Linked DNA regions of Gossypium hirsutum: region 1 is linked to region 2. Evidence: chromatin contacts called from public Hi-C data. All regions are on one chromosome and are shown on one strand. The core of a region is the stretch at or near the end of the contact, and the rest is flanking DNA. Distances in the headings are between cores, read along the strand shown. Region 1 holds the start of LOC107950001. Region 2 has its middle 6.2 kb from the start of LOC107950428.

What was found. Hi-C and Micro-C count contacts between places; a contact is called where the count stands out from the background.
Region 1: a Hi-C map of leaf shows a contact between it and region 2, with 7 times the contacts expected there. The contact joins the promoter of LOC107950001 here to the enhancer-like site in region 2. A contact is called at or near these places in 19 of 34 Hi-C or Micro-C datasets (anther, callus, fibers and 4 more).

Annotation. Positions count from the first base shown.
Region 1 is chrD03:5,270,921-5,275,134 of Gossypium_hirsutum_v2.1, reverse strand. It overlaps LOC107950001, which reads left to right and starts at 2,305. Exons shown (of 2, transcript XM_041089664.1): 1 at 2,305-3,121; 2 at 3,466-3,606. The coding sequence starts at 2,478. The coding sequence ends at 3,101. It overlaps LOC107950424 (ATP-dependent RNA helicase DEAH11, chloroplastic), which reads right to left. Exons shown (of 3, transcript XM_041089663.1): 3 at 3,286-4,214. The coding sequence ends at 3,411.
Region 2 is chrD03:5,154,472-5,158,988 of Gossypium_hirsutum_v2.1, reverse strand. No RefSeq gene overlaps it. Among protein-coding and RNA genes, the nearest start is that of LOC107950428, 6.2 kb to the right of the region's middle. Within about 2 kb of position 2,653, at least 8 of the 9 cell types and tissues checked have an H3K27ac peak or open chromatin away from gene starts, as enhancers often do. A contact at or near this core is called in fibers, hypocotyl and leaf, where this site is marked.

The DNA of each region.
Region 1 (4,214 bases), core at 1,056-3,555, 120 kb before region 2:
AAAGGTTACTTGAAAAGTTAGCTGATCAGCTCATAATCATTGGCTAAGGGTTCATGAATAATTCGGCTGAGTGAATGTAGAACCAACTCTCTAAATACATGCACAATTGGGTGGATTGCTCTTCATTAAATAGCTTCAATGTATCAGCAAGATACATGAATGTCCAGCTGAAAAATAGTTCCCATTGTTCATACACAATCGGATGCATGCTTCATATTAATTAACTTCAATAAATCAGCTAGATTCATAGATGTATGTTCAGTCGAATAATTAGATGTTCAGCTACCCATTCCAGCAACCTATTAAGACACAATTAAACACACGGTTAAATCTTAACTAAGACAAATTAAACACAATTAAATATATAATTAAGGCTGTAAAAAAATTAAACAAAATTAATATAATTATTGTAAATGAATTGTAAATGTCTTAGTAGCTGAGTTAGCTAGCTAAGTTAGGTTCAGCTTCAAATAAGTTGAAAATGTCCATTGCTGAACCATCTAGGTCATGGCTAAGGAGTCCACTTGTAATTTCCTTCCAAACTTGACCAATTAAAGTTGATATTGACTCCTAAAACGTTTAGCTCATGCTCGAGTGATTGGTCCAATAGGAAGCTTGAGAGAATCTCGATTGGAGCCAGCTGAGTCCTTAGGCTGGTTTGTATCATGTATTTTGAGTAAAGAATAGAGTAGAGGAAGAATTCCCTAAAAGACTTTCTTTTGCCCTAATCCCAATAGGTGTATATAAAAGGGTTGGAATCTATATTGTAGGTAATATGTTTATGTATAACAATTGTCTTCTCCTAGTTGAAGGGAGGATTATAAAGTGACCTTGCTCCGCTCACCATACCAATTGTTGATATTGGTTCTCAACAATGAGGAAAATGTGACGAAGATAGGAATACTAGTTCACCAATGATAGGCAAAAAGCCAGGGTTAAGGTATTCAAAGAGAGGAAAGAGAAGAAAGGGAAAGAAAACGTGGAGGTTAGGCTGATACTTAATTTTTCTTGGGGAGGAAAGAGATCCTTAGTCTCTTGTGCTTTGGGGCATATATAGGGGGATTGCCCCTTGTCTTGTAGTACCACGTAGCTGACAATATGAGGGTAGGAATAATCGTGTGCTCAACCAGGTGGCAAAGTCGTTCCAAGTCAATTATCACCATATGGTGTACTATATGGTCTTGCTTTGAAGTTCTCCACCATGAGGTTGTACAAGGTTGTTGTGTCTCAGTGGTCCCCGCGAGGGGGGATGTAACAAATCATTTTTGAGGTGATTCAACTAGGATATGCGGAGGGTTTCTATAGATCACCCTAAGCGAGGGGTCATCGCGAATGGTTCCCAATAGAGGATTGTGTTATTCTCAACAGAGGGTCATCTGCGGCTTGTTCCATGTTCTACCACATGTCCTACTCTTGTAGGGGTATAACATGTACATTTTTTTGTTACACCTAAAATAACAAATTACCTCTAAAAAAACAAGTGGGATCCACCTAAATCAATTTGTAGGTTTTTTTTTACTTCACTGATGATGTATTGGATAATAATCTTATATTTAAAGTTTTGACTTGTAACAAATAAAAAAAAATTATAATTTATAATATTTAATCTTGTGATAGCTATTTTTATAACAATCTTACCCAAGGTTTTAAAATCATTTTGGTTGTTGAATTGGTTTGGCCACCACTTTGTCGGTCTTACTTATATGTTTGATTCAATTAAATAAATTATTAAAAATTTAAAAAACAAATATTTAAAAAATTAGATTCAATCGATTTTTACCTAATTTAACTGGTCTATATTGATTCTCGAGTCAACTAATCTATTGGCCTTCTCCAAACTGATACCTCAATTTATTCATGGTTTCAATCTATTGATATATTTTCATACTCTTTACAAATTTAAAATTTAGTCATTATATTTTTATTTTTAGAAAAAAATTTTACCTTTCAGATTTTAAAATTTAAATTTAATTGTTAATCCTATTAATTTTTTTATTAAAACGATTGATATGACATTTTAAAATTTAAAAGAAAATACTCACGTAAATGATATTATAATGAATATAAATTTAATAAAATAAAATAAATAGTTGTGGTTAAATATTAGAATATAAGGAATAATTGCATATATTAAGGTAAAATAAAAGGCAAAGCTCCCAAGTCTTGGTGAGTAAGCTAAAACATTAAAGTGTATTTGGCAAGTAATGGTGAATTATAATATTGGAAAATTGGTGGAGTGGAGGCTTCACCAACCCCAAAACGCTATATACATAACATATATTGCAGCTTAAAGCAAGTTTAAGCACGCAAGTAACGAATTTCAACAATAAAAAAGTTATATATACTTCCCCTTTCTTGCGGTTCTCTCTCTCTCTCCCTCTTTCACCAACTGTTTTTTTTTTGGTCCACAGCTATTCTGATCGAAACCAATTAAAGGAATCGCAGGTGGGACTGATAGAGGTTTGTGTATTGCCTGCATGGAGACACCCGCAATGGCTACGCAGGCACCAAAACTTAATCAGAAATTGAATTATTCCATGGTTGGTAAAGAGAATGATATGATGATGATAGGTGGTCTAATTTCTAAGAAGTCTGGTATTGATTTGATGCAAAACTGTGATCTCCCTCCACCTCTCAAGGTGTTCGCTGGGTTGGATAAGGCGGTGGAGTTGATGTCGTCGAATAACAGGGCGGGTTATAGCATCATAGGACAAGAGGACGATAAAAACGATGATGGGAAGTTGGAGATTTTCAAGGCTTTAAGGTTGTCGCAAACGCGTGCGAGGGAAGCGGAAAGGAAGGCGGCGGACTTGGCGGAGGAGAAACAACGGGTATCGGATGCTTTTATGAAAGAATCGTTGCAGTTGTTTGCTTATCGGCAATGGGTGAGATTGCTTGAGATTCAAGTCTGGGTTCTGAAATCACAAATGGTGGAGAAAGATAAGAATTTTTGTGATAAAACAGAGAGGCAAAGATTGGTAGAAGAGGGAATTGAGGGTGGAAACAATAATGGGGATGAAATGTCATTGATTGTTGCTTTGGCTATTTGCCTTGGGATTGCCAGTGTTGGTTTGGCATTTGGTTGTAGATATTTGTTTTGAATGATAAAGGAAGAAAATGGGTATTTTCATCTGTTTTTCTCTTCTTTTTTTGTCATTTATATATACATACATAAATATATATATATGAATGATAATCCCATTCTAGAAAGGAAATCATTTCGAAAGTCAACTTCTATGATATAGAGTTTATAATAACATTAACAGAGATGGAGGCATGGGTAGGAACTGTGAAATGGTTTAAATCATTTACTGGAGCCGCAGCACCGGCACCAATCTGTTTGACATGAAAGATCTATTTTTCTGTACCTAGATGTATCTCTATTTAAATTGTATTACTGTAACCGAGTTTTAGATGATCGCCATGTGAACAGCCCTCAAATGGTTATAACAATCATCACTGCAGGTAAAGACCTCTAAACAGGCCCAGCAAACATGTCTTCCACACTTGCATTCGATATGGTTACACCCATCGATCTTCTCGATTGTATATCCGCAGACGGGGCAAGTTTTTACCTGCTCTTTCCCTTTGCACCACTCTTTCAAAGATATATCTGGATCTTCCTTGAACTCCCGGTACTTCTCACATGACAGATAAGGATGATACTCCCCATGGCACCTAGTACAAGTCTCCGTGTAACATGCTCCACAGACAAATAGCTCGCCAGGAGTCTCAGGATCAGCAACACGATAAACTGAAGGGCAATCGGGAGACGGGCAAAACCTGTACGTGCCTTTACTGGATGCAACAAATGCCCCTAAAGAAGCCCGAAAGAGTTGCTCCAACATCTCCGACAAAAGGAGAGACTTCAAATCAGTAAGCAATATGGGGACTTTACACCCTTGGTGCGCACAGCATATAGGGAAACTATCCAAGTTTCTGATTGCAGACTCGCATTGCTCCACCAAACACGGACGGCAGAAGAAATGTGAACAACCTTCAAGCCAGTAGCCATCTTCTACTTCACACAAGCAAATAGGGCAGGTAGTATCACAATCAGATTTCTTGGCTAAATCTTCACCTGTCTCTGCAATGTCAAGGACAATCAATTCAACCTTTCTCTTTGTTTCTTTGTCCCCATGGATTGAAATAACATGAAGCCTGGAGTCAAGTGTAAACTCGGACCCAGGTATCTTCTCTTTCAGCCCATGAAG
Region 2 (4,517 bases), core at 1,404-3,903:
ATAAAATAATCTTAAAATTTTTTAATACAAACCAGGCCAAGTTGGCTCGAGTTTAGCATCTATAATCTGAATAGTGCTTGAGAAAAAATTTAAACTTATTTTTTGGGTCGAACTAAACCCAAACATAGAAAACAAGTTTAAAATTTTGTTATGGCCCGGCCGGGCCATGATCAGCTCTAGTGTCTTATCCCAAATCATTTTGTTCTTTTGCTTTACTTATCAAAGTTCATCCGAGTGGGAATTCATGGGATTATGTGGAGAAGGTAAATGACTCATTATCGAAACATGTATCACATCTTATGTCTCATCCCAAATCATTTTGTTCTTCTATTTTACTTTAAAAAGATTATTTGAATAGGAATTTACAAAATTGTGTTAAGAAGATGAATGACTCCAATTAAAAAATATTTTTAAAACTTTATTTAATGATTTATAAAAATATCATACGGTAAAGGACCCGAAACGAGGATTGAACACATGTATAGGTTCTTTACCGCATGATATTTTTAAGGTGGTTTGTGTTAGTTATTTTATTGATTAGTCCAACCGCAAGTATGAAATGAGGATCTTGTTTGGGCAAATAATAGGTGTTAGAGTTATGTGACTCGAATTCCATTTGATCCGACTTAAAAAGTTTGAGGTACAACTCACTTGTTAAAAAAATAAAATAGAGAGGCAAAATTGGGGATCTGTGAGGACTTAGGATCGAGAGCAGAAAACCTTACTGCACAAGTTGAATTCATATAGGACTATATTTATTCTATTAGACGGGTTGTTTAATCATTAAACCTCTTGTATTGTTGTTTTTCAACATTCGTGAATTTTTCCTCCTCTGCTTGTGATTTTTTCCGATAAAAATTTTTCACGTAAAATCTGCAAGACAGGTCCAATGAGATGGTTAGATATTTTAGATTAAACCCATTATATTTAAAAAAAAAACCCTTATTCGGCAAGTAATTTTGTATATTGTTTAGCAATACTAATTCGTTAATTCAAACTGTTTTTCCAAGTCGTAAAAAAAGCTGAAGTTGTAACTTATCAAAAACTGGTTTGGGTGTCAAATTGTCCCTCATTTATATTAATTGAAAATTATGAATGTGATTTTTATATTCAAATTAAGACTTACAAATAATTTATATTAATTTCTTTAAAATTATTTAAAATTGTATATTATATATATTATCATTTTATTGAATTATCATATATTCTTTATATTTATACTATAATCTAAATTGAATATTAGTTAACTCCAAAATAATATTAACATGGCATCGTGGTAATAATAATGACATGAGAAAGAAAAATACTTTGCATCCGAATCAATTATTTTATCATTTATAATTTTTTCATTGATTTATAAAGAATTATGTTTATAGTGATTTTAATATCTAATATATGTTGTTTTACTATTATGATGTTAGATTTATTTAATTAGTATTTATTACTTTTAAAAATTAGTTAAAACTTATTCCATAGTCTGCTACCCTAGCACGTCTCTGTCTGCTTCTCTGGCAAGTTTTTTTCTTGTGTTTTCTTGTTTTGGCGGCATTCATCTCCATTGATTTGAAGTGATTTCTTTAACGGAGGATTCGAGTACAGCATCCATGGAATCAGAATTTGCGGTTTTATCTCTTGATGATGATGAAGAAGAGATCCTGCAAGCACAAAATGACTCAGATTTAGTTAATAATGAAGAATCTCTTAGTCTGGTTCGTTGTTTTCTTACAGCCAGTATCATCCATTATCCAGCAATGAAAAGTACCATGGCTAATCTATGGCATCCGGTCAAGGGTGTTCAAATTACAGATATGGGGGAAAAAAGGTACTTGTTTAATTTTTTCCATGTTATTGATATGGAAAGAGTTATTAAATGGGATCATTGGACATTCAATAATCATCTACTAATTTTACACAAGTTGCAAGGGGGGAAATCCACTAAAAGTTCCTTTAATCTCATCACCGTTTTGGGTTCAAATACATATATGCCCATTGGGTTTTACTCTGATAATTTAACGATGCAGTTAGGGAATTTTATTGGAATTTTTCAAGAATACGATGGATCTAGTTTGGGGAAAGAAAATATGAATTTCATGAGGATAAGAATTCAAGTTGACATTCGGTGCCCTCTCAAAAGGAAAAAGCAGGTTATGTTTAATAACAAGTGCTCTTATGTTAGATTTAAGTACGAAAGATTGACTCTTTTTTGCTTCTACTGTGGCCGTCTTGGACATAATGACTCCTTTTGTGAAGCAAAAATAGAGGCAGGGTTGAAGTTGATATGATGGGATGGGATTTATCTTTGCGTGCACAATCAAGGAGAGCCCAAGCAATAAAGAGTGTATGGTTAAGGGAGGAAGGAGGTTCTGGGGGAGGAATAAGCGAAGGAAATAATGAAAGGGGAAGCGTAGGAAATTTTAGGGGAAGTGTTGATCCTATTTTAGGATTTAATCTGGAAGGTAATGGGTTCTCCTCACAAATAGAAAGGGTTAGACCTTTAAATGATTATAGTCAAATGGCTATAGAACAGGAGTTGGAGAATGAGATGATTATAAGAGAAGAGGGAAAAAAGAGAGGGAGAAAGGATATTAAGGATAGTAGGGAGATGGAAGGGAGAGATAGGAAAGTACAGGGATCCAATCATTTATTATCGGCGGCTGCTAAGAGGCAAGCTGACCGATCGCAATGAAAATATTAAGTTGGAATATCCGAGGTTTGGGGAATCCTCGGACAGTTCATCGACTTCGGCATTCGCTGAAGAAACACTATCCCCAAGTGATCTTCTTAATGGAGACAAAATTAAACAAAAAAAATGGAAAAAATTCAAAGAAGTTGTGGATTTCACTTTGGAATTGATGTGGATTCGATTGGATCTAGAGGAGGACTTTGTTTAGCATGGAGAGGGAATGCTAGTATTGCACTACAGATTTTTTCAAGTAGACATATTGATGTGATCATTGAGGAAGAAGGAGGTGGAGAAAAGTGGAGATTTACAGGTTTTTATGGTTCCCCTTATTCATATGATAGGGAGGAATCATGGAACTTGTTGCGACAATTAAGAAACCAGGGAGATGACTCATGGCTGGTTTGTGGGGATTTTAATGAAATCTTATATGGTTTTGAGAAGAAATGTGGTTTGCCTAGAGAAAAGAGAAGGATGGAAGCATTTCAGAAGGCTTTGGAATATTGTTGTTTAGTGGATTTGGGTTATTCAGGTAAGAGGTTTACGTGGGAGAGGGGAAATCTGCCAGAAACTAATATCCAAGAAAGATTAGATAAAGGAGTGGCAACAGAACGATGGAGTGACTTATTTCCAAATTTTCTAATTCAACACCTCCCACATTCATTCTCAGACCATTGTCCACTTCTTATTGATACGGATCACAGAGTTAAAAGGATAGCAGATCAGATGTTCAGGTTTGAAGCATGGTGGATTTTGGAAGAGACATTCTTGGATGAGACTAAAAGTATTTGGGAAAACTCAATAAGAGACCTTGTGAAGAAGCTAGAAAATTTAAAACGAGGGTAACAAAGGTGGAGTGTCCGGTTCCAACAGAATAAAAGGATGAAAAATGAGGTCTTATTGTCAAAATTAGAAATGTTGCTTGAAGCGGATAGAAGTGAGGAGAACTTGGCAGAGATTATTGCCACAAAAATCCATCTGAATTTAGAAATTGAGAAGGATGAAAGCTATTGGGAGCAGAGGGCCAGAATTAATTGGTTGAAATTGGGAGACAGAAATACAACTTTTTTTCATAAACAAGAATCACAACGAAGGAAGCAAAATAGAATCCACAAGCTGCTGGGTGAAGACGACAGAGAGACGGATGAATAGAAGGATATGGAGGAAATTTCCAGATCGTACTTTTTACATTTGTTTTCAACAGGAGGGCAAAATAACTTTGAGAATATCTTGACAGGTATTAGAAGGTGTATTTCTGAGGAAGATAACATTAAACTGAAGGCAAGGTTCACAAAGGAGGAAATTCGGGAAGCTCTTTTAGGAATGAGTCATACAAAAGCACCGAGAGAGGATGGTTTCCCAGCCTTATTCTATCAAAAGTGTTGGTTAATTGTTGGGGATGACGTCTCCAATTTTTGTCTCCAAAGATTAAACGAAGGTATGGAGTTACATTCAATTAATAAAACAAATATTGTTTTAAATGAGGTTAGCAAAAGAGGATAATGTTTTTAAATGTGTTAAAGCAAGTCGAAGAGGGCCAGCTATCTCCCATTTACTATTTGCAGATTATTGTATTTTATTTGCAGAAGCTACGGATAGGAGAGCACATTCATTAAAATAGATACTACAAGAATACGAGACAAGTTCTGGGCAATATGTGAATTTTGAAAAATCGATTGTTTTCTTCAGTACTAATACAAAAGAGAGTGAAAGGAGTGTTGTTTCACAGATCCTTGGAGTCAGAAGAGCTAATGATTTTGAGCGATATCTAGGACTTCCTAGTATGGTGGGGAAAAGAAAGAGATTATCTTTTCAAAATTTGAAGGACAAACTCAAG